Linked DNA regions of Gossypium arboreum: all the other regions are linked to region 2. The links are chromatin contacts, called in public Hi-C maps. All regions are on one chromosome and are shown on one strand. Each heading gives the region's core, a stretch centred on a gene start, on an enhancer-like site or on the middle of the called end of the contact. The rest is flanking DNA. Distances are from core to core; before and after follow the strand shown. Region 1 holds the start of LOC108484409 (exosome complex component RRP4 homolog). Region 2 holds the start of LOC108473984. Region 3 has its middle 54 kb from the start of LOC128284054.

Region 1 (3,334 bases), core at 453-2,952, 170 kb before region 2:
TCATGTTAAACATAAAAAGTTGTGTTGAGTTAATAGAGAGACCGATTAGACATATATAATTATGAATTAAATAAATTGTAATTAAGTTTTGGCTCTTTGTCTATTAATTACAAAGTTATTTTGTCACACTGTCATTCCACTAAAATATTATAATTTATCTCCCCATTATATATTATTATCGTAATGCCCCCAAATTTTCTATACAAAATCTGGTATTGTTCTGAGATTATGTTTAGTGAACTTTGAGAAAATATAAAATGAGTTAGAAAAAGAGATCATAAGGAATTAATTTGATATTGGTGATGGAAATCAATGAAGAGTTGTGAATGTGAAAATGTGATAAAATGATTAAATCATAAATTTTAAAAAGTATGGGGACCAAAATGTAATTTCACTAATTTGAGAAAATGTTAGTTAATAATAATTATTTGGAATAAAAATGACATGAAACATATATTGGTAGGATGAAGATCACATTTAGATTAAATTGGATAAGATTGAAAAGCATAGGAATTAATTTATGAATTTTCACTTTCACCATAAAAAGATAATTTATGATATAAGTAAACTAATATTGGATTATAATTGTGAACTATACTATTTAGATATGTTAAAAGTGTCATCTTTATGAGAAGGGAAAATGGATTTGAGATGGCTAGTAAAAAACTACAAGCACAAAGAAAACTATAAGGGAATCGAAGCTTATCTTCTAAAATGCTATTTGATGCTTAAATCAATAGGTATCTAAAAGAGATAAAGGGTTTGAGATATATTAGAGAATAATGATAGTGAAAGATAATACTTAGTATTTGCTAGATCTTCCTTTTTGATCAAAACTTGCGTTCATTCCTTTTGTTACTCATGAGTTACTTTCTTGCATAAGAGTATGTGATTCTGTTGATTGGTTGAGATATTCTTGGTCGATAAGATCATGTTCTAAAACCATGTGTTTACTCGTTAGGGTATTCTTATTTGGCAAGATTGTGACCATGAACTTTGTGGTGTTACCTTATTTTCTTATTTAGGTATTTATTGAATGTTTATCTTAAAACGCCAAGTATAACATTAGAGTTGTAATTGAGCTAATATCGATTCTGCTTTGCTCTAATACATATTTCTTGAATTGAGGTAACAACTTTATATTAAATTTTCTACAGTTGAATTATTTGTTTAATTTAAATTTCTCAATTATTTTAAATTTAGATTAATTTAATTAGATATAAATAACTATTTAATCATTAAAAAAGGTTTACATGAATTATAACAAATAGCCCTTTAAAATGTTTTAATATATTTTAAATAATAAAACAGCTTTTGACTTCTAACAATTGAGTTAAGCCTTCGCTTCTGAACAAATTTATTTAAATTAGGTTTTTCTTAGTTCTAAGAATTTAGGCAAAAGAAATATCATTGTACAGAAAATCTAACTTCTTCAACCCACATTACTTTCCCCTGTTTCTTATGCATCTCTCTCTCTCTATTCTTTAAGCTAGAGGGCAGCTCATTAAAATTATGAAATAAAATAGTGGAATTATAAAATTAAAAACCAAAAAATTGAGACAAACATTTCTGACATTTTATTTATTTAAACATAATGGAAATATATATATATACACTTTTGGGTACTTTGGTCACGTAAACAAAATTACAGAAATCTTACAAAAGTACGAACAAATCAACCGGGTGGCCCAATTAAATAGCCCGTTAACAGCCCAATTAGTAATCAAAGAATGGGGGGAAATTTAATCGAGGCATTAGGGTTTAAGGTTTCTTCTTCTTCTTCTCTCCCCTTTTTTTGTTTTACAGGAGGAGTTACCCCGAAATCAAGCTTATGCCGAGTAGCCGATAACAAAGAGAAAATGAGAGGATTGAAGTTACCGTTGAGCCAAACCCAAAGAGTAAGACTTCAAAGGGCATTCGAAAAGCTTCAGTCTCTATCTGCTAAGGCCAATTCCGACGCTTCCGTTACCGTCGCCGATACTATTCCTGTCAACTACGAAGACGCTTTTCTCAAGTACTCCGCTAAACACTACAATTAAATTACTTATATAGCATGGCTAAACACTTGTTTTATGTTCTTCACTTTTTTTTCTGAAGGGGATATGGAACAACGGACCTCAACGGCGAATTGGTGGCAACTGTGTGCGGCGTTGTGGAGCGCGTCAACAAACTGGTTTACGTACGCGCCTTACGCGCTAGGTATTCTCAAACAAAATCTCTCTTCAATCCTATTATTCTTCTTTTGTTGTTTTGGAATTTATATATTTTCGAATTATTAAATCTTCTAGGTACAAGCCAGAGGTTGGGGATGTCGTAGTGGGACGTGTAGTCGAGGTAAGGCCTAAAGTGGCTGAATAACACTTACCTTCAAAATGTGGCATTGACCCAGTATTTCCCTTTGTACCAAAAATAATTATTCTTCTTTTCTGGAACACATAAGGGACTTTGCATTTTCATTTATTCATATTCAGGTTGCTCAAAAGCGGTGGAGATTGGAAATTAATTTCAGCCAAGATGCGGTTTTAATGCTTTCTTCAATGAACATGCCTGATGGTATTCAGGTAACTTGTATATTCCTTGCAGAAATTATGGAGAATTTATAATGAAATTCGATTGAGGTTGGATGCTTGATGTGAGAGTGCAGTTCTCCTTGTATATTTTTAGACTAGCAAAGTCTTTTTAGTTGAACTTCCACCATTGGTCTGATACTGCATAGTATCCCTTGAAGCTATCCATTGAATTTTATATGAGCAACATTTATAAGTTCCTCATTTCTTGTTTGTCTTGCTTCAAAACTACCTCATATTTATGCTAGCTGCGTTTTGATGCCATATGGGGAAAATATTTATGTTTTTTCCCTATGTTATACTGACTCATTTTTCTTGAAGAGCCTGTTTTTGACATATATCTGGGCATTTATATGTAGATATGATCCTCCTAAAAGATGGAAATTTTAGAAAATTGAATATACCCATGTTGGACATTTAAGTCCGATACTCATCTCTAAGTAACATACAATTTTGCTTTTGCTCCGTTATAAATTTTCCTAATTTAAATTTCACTTTGTATTATTAGAGACGGCGAACTGCTTTGGATGAACTCAACATGCGAAGTATATTTGAAGAGAATGATATTGTCTGTGTAAGTCCAGTGACGCACTTGTTTGTGTTCTCTTTTGTAGTATTTTTATATGAACATGAACATGCTATATGACAAATAGAAGAAAATGATGAACACTTGTGTTGGAAATGACATTCTTTTTTCTTCAGGCCGAGGTTCGTAATTTCCAGCATGATGGCAGCTTACAACTCCAAGCAAGAAGCCAAAAGTATGG
Region 2 (3,477 bases), core at 25-2,524:
TAATATATTTTTAAAATTAATTACTGAATATAATTAGATTGTTTGATAAATAAATTGAAAACATTCTCCTTTCAATGATAAAGTAATTTTATCTACTTATTATTTACCATATTTTTTTATATTTTTAATCATCTATCAAACTGAGGCCTAAATCAATTTATGTGAAACAATCACACTATTCTTATATAATAATAGAGTTTGAAGTTAGGGTCTGTTATTTCACTTGAAAATGATTTACGGAGAATGACTTACTTTCTTGGAAAAATTAATATTTTTGGTGTTTAGATAAATTTGTGTAAAATATTTTACGTTATTTGATGATTTATTAAAAATATTTCATAAAATTGTTTTAAATAAAACAAACATACATTTGAGATTTTCTTATCTTTTCATTGTTTAATTGAGTTTATTTTATATCTATAAATTTAAATTAAAAATATTTTTAAAATTTAAGTTTATTACAACGTCATTTTTAGTTATAAGACTATCAAGTGATTATTTTTATTTAAAAATGTGACATCAATAAAATTAACAAAAAAAAGTTAACGATTGAACTTGATTTTCAAATTTGAAAAGTAGGCGGACTAAATTATTAAAAATAAAAGTACAGAGACTAAATTATAAATTTGTGAATACTATATAGACTTACGACATATTTTAACCTTTCTTCTCCAAAAAAATATTTTTAACATATTTATAATTGTAATAAATATTTATTATTAAAATATTAGTATTGAATATTTTCAATAATATTGAATGATATTATTTAAATTTATTATTTTTAAAATTTATTATTAAAATAAAATTAAAATATTAAATAATTTATTAATAAATTATATTAATTATAAAAATAATTTATTATATAACTAAATATAAATAATTAAATATGTATGTTTAATAATATTGAAAGATATATATTTTTATTAATATTTTTAAAAATAAAAATAAAATTTATTATCAATATAATAAAATAATAAAATATATATGTTTAATAATATTAAAAATATAATATTTTTATTAATATTTAATAATTTTAAATATTTTAAAAATAAAAATAAAATTTATTATCAATATAATATTATTAAGCTTAACTTAAATTAATTTTTTACAGAAAATAACTTACGCTTTTAAGAGGATAATTTATTTTAAAAAACTTATTTTACATTAATTTTATTTCATTTTCTATTAATCAAATTATTTTTTAAAACAAATACACAAAAAGGACGAACAAATTTTCCTAAAACACAGGCCAACCCTTATTGTCAGAAACCTATAACATACCCAATATTGTATACAACGAAGTTGGAAGCCCATAGATTCCGTACGCTTCACACACTTCACACATATCGTATCCGGTGAATGTGCTGTGGAAAAGGGAATCACTTGCTGTTTGTCTTTGTTTCTACTCGTTTCTTTTCTTCAATCTTTCTTCAAACTTCTTGGTAAATTCTCTCAAAGCCCACGCAATTTTATCAAATTGCACCCAAGTCCCATTCCCAGATTTCGAGGACCCAAATTAAACCAAACCCTTGCAATTGACAGCTGAACCCCAACAAAACCCTATTTCGAGGTTCCAACTTTATTACCTTCAACAAAAAGAGGTGAAATCTCGGAAGTTTTGAAACAAAATAATGGATTTCGACGAGTACGAGTATTTGGAAAAAACCGTTGAGGAGCAGGAAGATCCGAAGAAGACGAAAGACAGAGGAGGATCGGAGGATAAGAGCGAGAGAAGCTATAGGAAGAGAGATGGAGATAGAGAGGAAGAGGATGATGAGGGCAAGAGGAGCAGCAAGAAATCGAGAAGCGGCCGCGATGAGGACGACGAGGAGAGGCGAGATCGGGATAAGGACCGCCATAGAAGCAGCCGCGACAGGGATAGGGAAAGGGAGAGAGATAGAGATAAGGATTTAGAGAGGAGGGGTAGCAGAGAGAGGGAGAAGGAAAGGGAGAGAGAAAGAAGAGAAAAAGATAAGGAGAAAGAGAGGGATAGGAGAGAGAAGGAAAAGGAGAGAGAGAGGAGGGAAAGAGAGAAGGAAAAGGAGAAAGAGAGGGAGGTAGACCGGAGAGAGAGAAGCAGTAGTAGGTCGAGGAGGCACGAAAGTGATCGTGAGATTGAGAGGGAACGGGAGAGAGATAGGAGAGAGAGGAGCAGTAGTAGGTCGAGGAGGCACGAGAGTGATCGTGAGCTAGAGAGGGAGCGGGAGAGAGATAGGAGAGAGAGAAGCAGTAGTAGGTTGAGGAGACACGAGAGTGAACGCGATCAAGAGAGGGAACGTGAAATTGACATCAGAGATAGCAGGTAATTTTTTAAAAAGTACATTATATGTGCAAAATGAATTTCTGGGCACCTATGTTGAAGTATTGTAATGTTTATGCAGATGTAGAAATGACTAGATGACTGCTAAGTTCAATTAAACATGCATTTTTGCATCGTGTTTATACCATCCAATTATATTGTCTGTCATGATCTAAGCACATAAACATGGTTGAAGTGCTCACTGCTCACCCCTTAGGGATGAAGTTTATTGTATTTTATGATGTTTCAGAATTCATTTTTTGGAGTAAATTTATATGCAAGAAATAGGGTGAGAGGATTCCTTAGTTGTATCCTTTAGAGTTATAGAACTGTAATGCCTTTTGTATGTGCATTTTTGGTAGGATGTCGATGGCAATGTCTAGTAATTTTGTGCAGATGGTTCTTTTTTCTTTTTTAGAGCATGATTTTAGTGGCATCCTGAATTATCTCATGAACATGGATGTTTCAGGAGATTTAAGGATAAGAAAGATGCAGTGGAGCCTGAGGCTGATCCTGAGAGGGACCAGAGAACTGTTTTTGCTTATCAGGTAGATACATTGCTATTTTTGCTTTCATCTTCAAAGTATTGTAAGATATAAATGTAATATTTATGTGTATCAACATGCATTTTTTTTTTAAATTTCACTTTTTATTAATTGTTGTTCACCTTGAATTGGTTGATGACAGATGCCTCTAAAAGCAACTGAGAGAGATGTCTATGAATTCTTCTCAAAAGCAGGCAAGGTTAGTCGGGTTTAACTTGGTTATTTTATTTCTTTGTGAAGGTTGTAGTCAGTATTGTATCTACACTTTGCTCCTTGTGCTTGATAATAAAGCACCTCAATACCCTTTCAAGCGAGGTGCATTTGATCAGGCACACACTTGGTGCTTCTAGGCATACTTTTTGTTAAGGGCAATATGCATAAAAAAGCTTGCCTGGTCGAAGTTACTCTTTATTTTATTTTTCTTTTTTTCATTAGATGTTGCTTTACTGGTAAAAAGGGGATAGCATCAAACTCTCCTCTTTTTGATATTTGCCTATTCAACAGTAGGCATGGGACTGTAAAGAACCATGCATATTGACCAAAAAATACTTGCATTTTCTGCAAATAAATTTCACCATTCTTTAGAGATATTGTCATGATGATTGTATATCTTAAGCTTATCATACACACATA
Region 3 (3,232 bases), core at 253-2,752, 150 kb after region 2:
TGAAATTTAATTAAGTAATAGTGTGGTTGAGTCCTAATCGTACGGCTACAAATATATTCATTCAAATAAAATCTAACTAAGCAAAAACTATCAATACAAATGAAATTCAATCCATCAATCAAGAAGATATTGGTCCGAATTAGACCAAATGAGTGAAGAATCAAGGAAAGAAATTTAATTTTACACAAAATAACGGCTTAAGGAATAAACCTAGGAGTTTGATCAAAATAAATTATTTAATTGGTTAAAATATGTTGTTAGTAAATGCACTTGTATAAAATTTAGGATTTAAAAGTTAAGAATTTAATCCTCTTATTTTTTCACTTTAAAAGTTTTAGTCCAATCATTATCGTTATTGGTAGTTTTTATCAAAGTTTGTTAACTTATCACTTTTATTTTGTAGTCATATGCCATATCATATGAGGATATCTTCACCAAAATTCAAAATTGATAAATTTTTACAGAAAATACTTACGATTTTAATTCTTGTATTGAGATCTTTAAATAAAAAGTAAGAGAACTTAATTTTAATTTTTAAATACATGAACTAAATTTTAATTGGATCAAAGTATAGAGACTAACAACATAGTTTAACCTATTAATTTTATTCCTTATATTCCAATAAAAAGACCACATGATATTACCATAATGTCCGTCAAGTTTTTCTTTATATATAAGGGCATATTCGTGCTTTAAGAGTACAATAAATTTATTCTTAAATAATAGATAAACCGATGACAATAACTATATTATTTAGTATTTAAATTTGACTTTTTTAATATTGTATTTATTTTATTTTATTGTCTAATTTAATACATGCATTTGACCAAAAATTATATATTTTAGTACACAAAAATAATCATGTTAACTTTATAGAGTTTAATTGAATTTCAAAATTAATTTGATAAAAATTAATTGAATATTAAATTTGAATTCTTTAATATTTTAATAGAATAACTTTAGCGTTACATGTGAGTTCTTTTAATTTTTACATTTAACTTCTCAAAGATAATTTGATAAATGTGATTTAATTTTGAATTTTATAATTAATTAAATGAAAATTAATTATTAATATTATTAAATTAATATAATTTTAAAACTTAAATTAAATATTAAAAATTAATATTATTATTTTAAATATCATAAAATATATATATATTTATTAAATACAAACATCACGTTGAATAAAAAATAGTACAAATATTATATTAAAATAATTTGGAACTCAAATAGTAAAATATGCATTGAGCGTTCCTAAATGTTATTAAATGAAATGAGAATCAAGGACGGTGATAGATAAAACGTGAGCTCCTTCGTACAACACTGCCAAGTACAACCATAAGTATTGATGAAAAAAAAATTCCAAAGCTACTTGGAAGGAAGGCGCGTGAGAAGGAAACACCAATTATTTGGGGAATTGGTGTAGAGTCAAAGTGGACCCATTGATAGATGGGTAAACAGGAATGAGACGGTAGCGTCTTTTGAAAATTTGAGTTGTCGTTTGTGCCAACACGCATGCGCTTCGAGGCAAGGTTGGTCGGGGAATGTGGTGAACGCGCCGACTAAAGAGTTATAGATACCGTAACAAAATATTAAATTATTAACAGTTATGATGGCAGCCTTTGTTTTTCCATTACAATAACACGAGCGCCAATAACAGTGCATGCCACTGTGATCTCATGGTTATGGTAGTGTAGTGTAGTGCGGTGCTACTGGCCTACTACCCATACATTTATTTTTTGGCATATGATTTTTTTAGCCCTCCGGACTTTGGGTTTTTTTAGTGGTTAAATTTGTATTATTTATCACATAACTTAAAAATATTTAAAAAATTAACGTTTGCTACAAGCCACGACACAGTAATAATTAACTATTTTAAAATTAAAAATATTTTTATATTTTAATAATTCTAATTTTTAAACATTTTAATAATTTTTAATAATTTTAAATTTTAACAAATTAATTAATTATTAAAGTGCAATCGTGGTAATCTGTGTGTATGTCATACCAGTAAAGTTAGTAAAATTAATATTTTCATCTATTTTGAGGTAGTTTAAAAACAATACAAGTTTAATAATTAAAAAGATAAAATTTATTTCCAAATAAGTTATTATAATTTTTTATTTCCAAATTTATTTTTAAATTTTGAAGAAAATTAATTCATATATCTAAAATTGAATAGAATGACCACAAAAAGAAGTAATAAGCCGTAATAACATTTTAGCCTCTAAGTTAATTGTTTTATCAGTTTGGTTTTTTTTTTTATAATTTTGACACGCAATTTTCAAAATGTAGTCAAAATGTTTTTGTTAAATAGAATAATTGATTCAATTGTTAAAATTTTAATAACATTGATATGTAAACTTGTGTGATGATCTATATGTATTTCATTACTGATGTGGATAGTTGTCTTTTAATTATTATTTTTTAATTTGTTGAATTTTAAATTCTTTATTATTTTTTCGATTTTTATGAAGTATGCATAAATTATTATACAAGTTGTCACGTTAATGTTATAAAAATTTTAACAGTTCAATCAATTTTTCATTTAATTAAAAATTGAAGACTAGAGATCAAAATAATCTTTAAAAAATTAAAACTAAAATAATAAAAATAAATATTAAAACTAAAATTTTCATTATGCTGAAAATAATTCAATTTGATTTGGAATGGCATGAAAACAATAATCAATTCAATTTTTATCTTATCATGTTCGAAAATATTAAATTTTAGTTTTCTTATGGCGTCAATTTTAACCATAAAGTCAAAAAATAAATAAATATATTTAACTTTATCGTGGATTAAAATTTTACCCTTTTACCTCAAATTTATTCTTCTACCTCAACTACTTTCAACTTTGCAAGTAAATGTGAACTATTTGATGATTGTTTTCATTTTGGTAAAAAGAAATAATAAAATCTTAAGTTAGGATTACATAAAAATCATCTTCATTTAAAAATGGATAAGTAGATATCATCATTTAATAAACCGCTTACACCCTTCAATAATTCTTCATGAAGAGACATTTGATTTAATGAATGTAATTTTATTGTCCATAAGATTCTTAGAGTATATTATTTAGCATATTATCATATTTGTTATATTATTTTATTTGGTTGTAAGATACTTTTTATTTGATTAATAAAATGTAATACTACAACACGTTTTATTAATTTGTTTTCATAAAATTTATTTATTTTTATTATTTACTACGGCAAAAGTTAAAACTTAA

Evidence for each region. Hi-C and Micro-C count contacts between places; a contact is called where the count stands out from the background.
Region 1: a contact with region 2 is called in a Hi-C map of leaf, with 2.1 times the contacts expected there. The contact joins the promoter of LOC108484409 here to the promoter of LOC108473984 in region 2. A contact is called at or near these places in 2 of 5 Hi-C or Micro-C datasets (both in leaf).
Region 3: a Hi-C map of leaf shows a contact between it and region 2, with 4 times the contacts expected there. The contact joins the enhancer-like site here to the promoter of LOC108473984 in region 2. A contact is called at or near these places in 2 of 5 Hi-C or Micro-C datasets (both in leaf).

The regions. Positions count from the first base shown.
Region 1 is chr11:75,487,165-75,490,498 of ASM2569848v2, reverse strand. LOC108484409 (exosome complex component RRP4 homolog) reads left to right here and starts at 1,702. Exons shown (of 8, transcript XM_053020877.1): 1 at 1,702-2,014; 2 at 2,098-2,199; 3 at 2,289-2,334; 4 at 2,472-2,561; 5 at 3,076-3,141; 6 at 3,270-3,334. The coding sequence starts at 1,731.
Region 2 is chr11:75,314,720-75,318,196 of ASM2569848v2, reverse strand. It overlaps LOC108473984, which reads left to right and starts at 1,274. Exons shown (of 14, transcript XM_053021195.1): 1 at 1,274-2,302; 2 at 2,769-2,847; 3 at 2,987-3,043. The coding sequence starts at 1,632.
Region 3 is chr11:75,161,366-75,164,597 of ASM2569848v2, reverse strand. No RefSeq gene overlaps it. Among protein-coding and RNA genes, the nearest start is that of LOC128284054, 54 kb to the left of the region's middle. Within about 2 kb of position 1,502, at least 1 of the 2 cell types and tissues checked has an H3K27ac peak or open chromatin away from gene starts, as enhancers often do. A contact at or near this core is called in leaf, where this site is marked.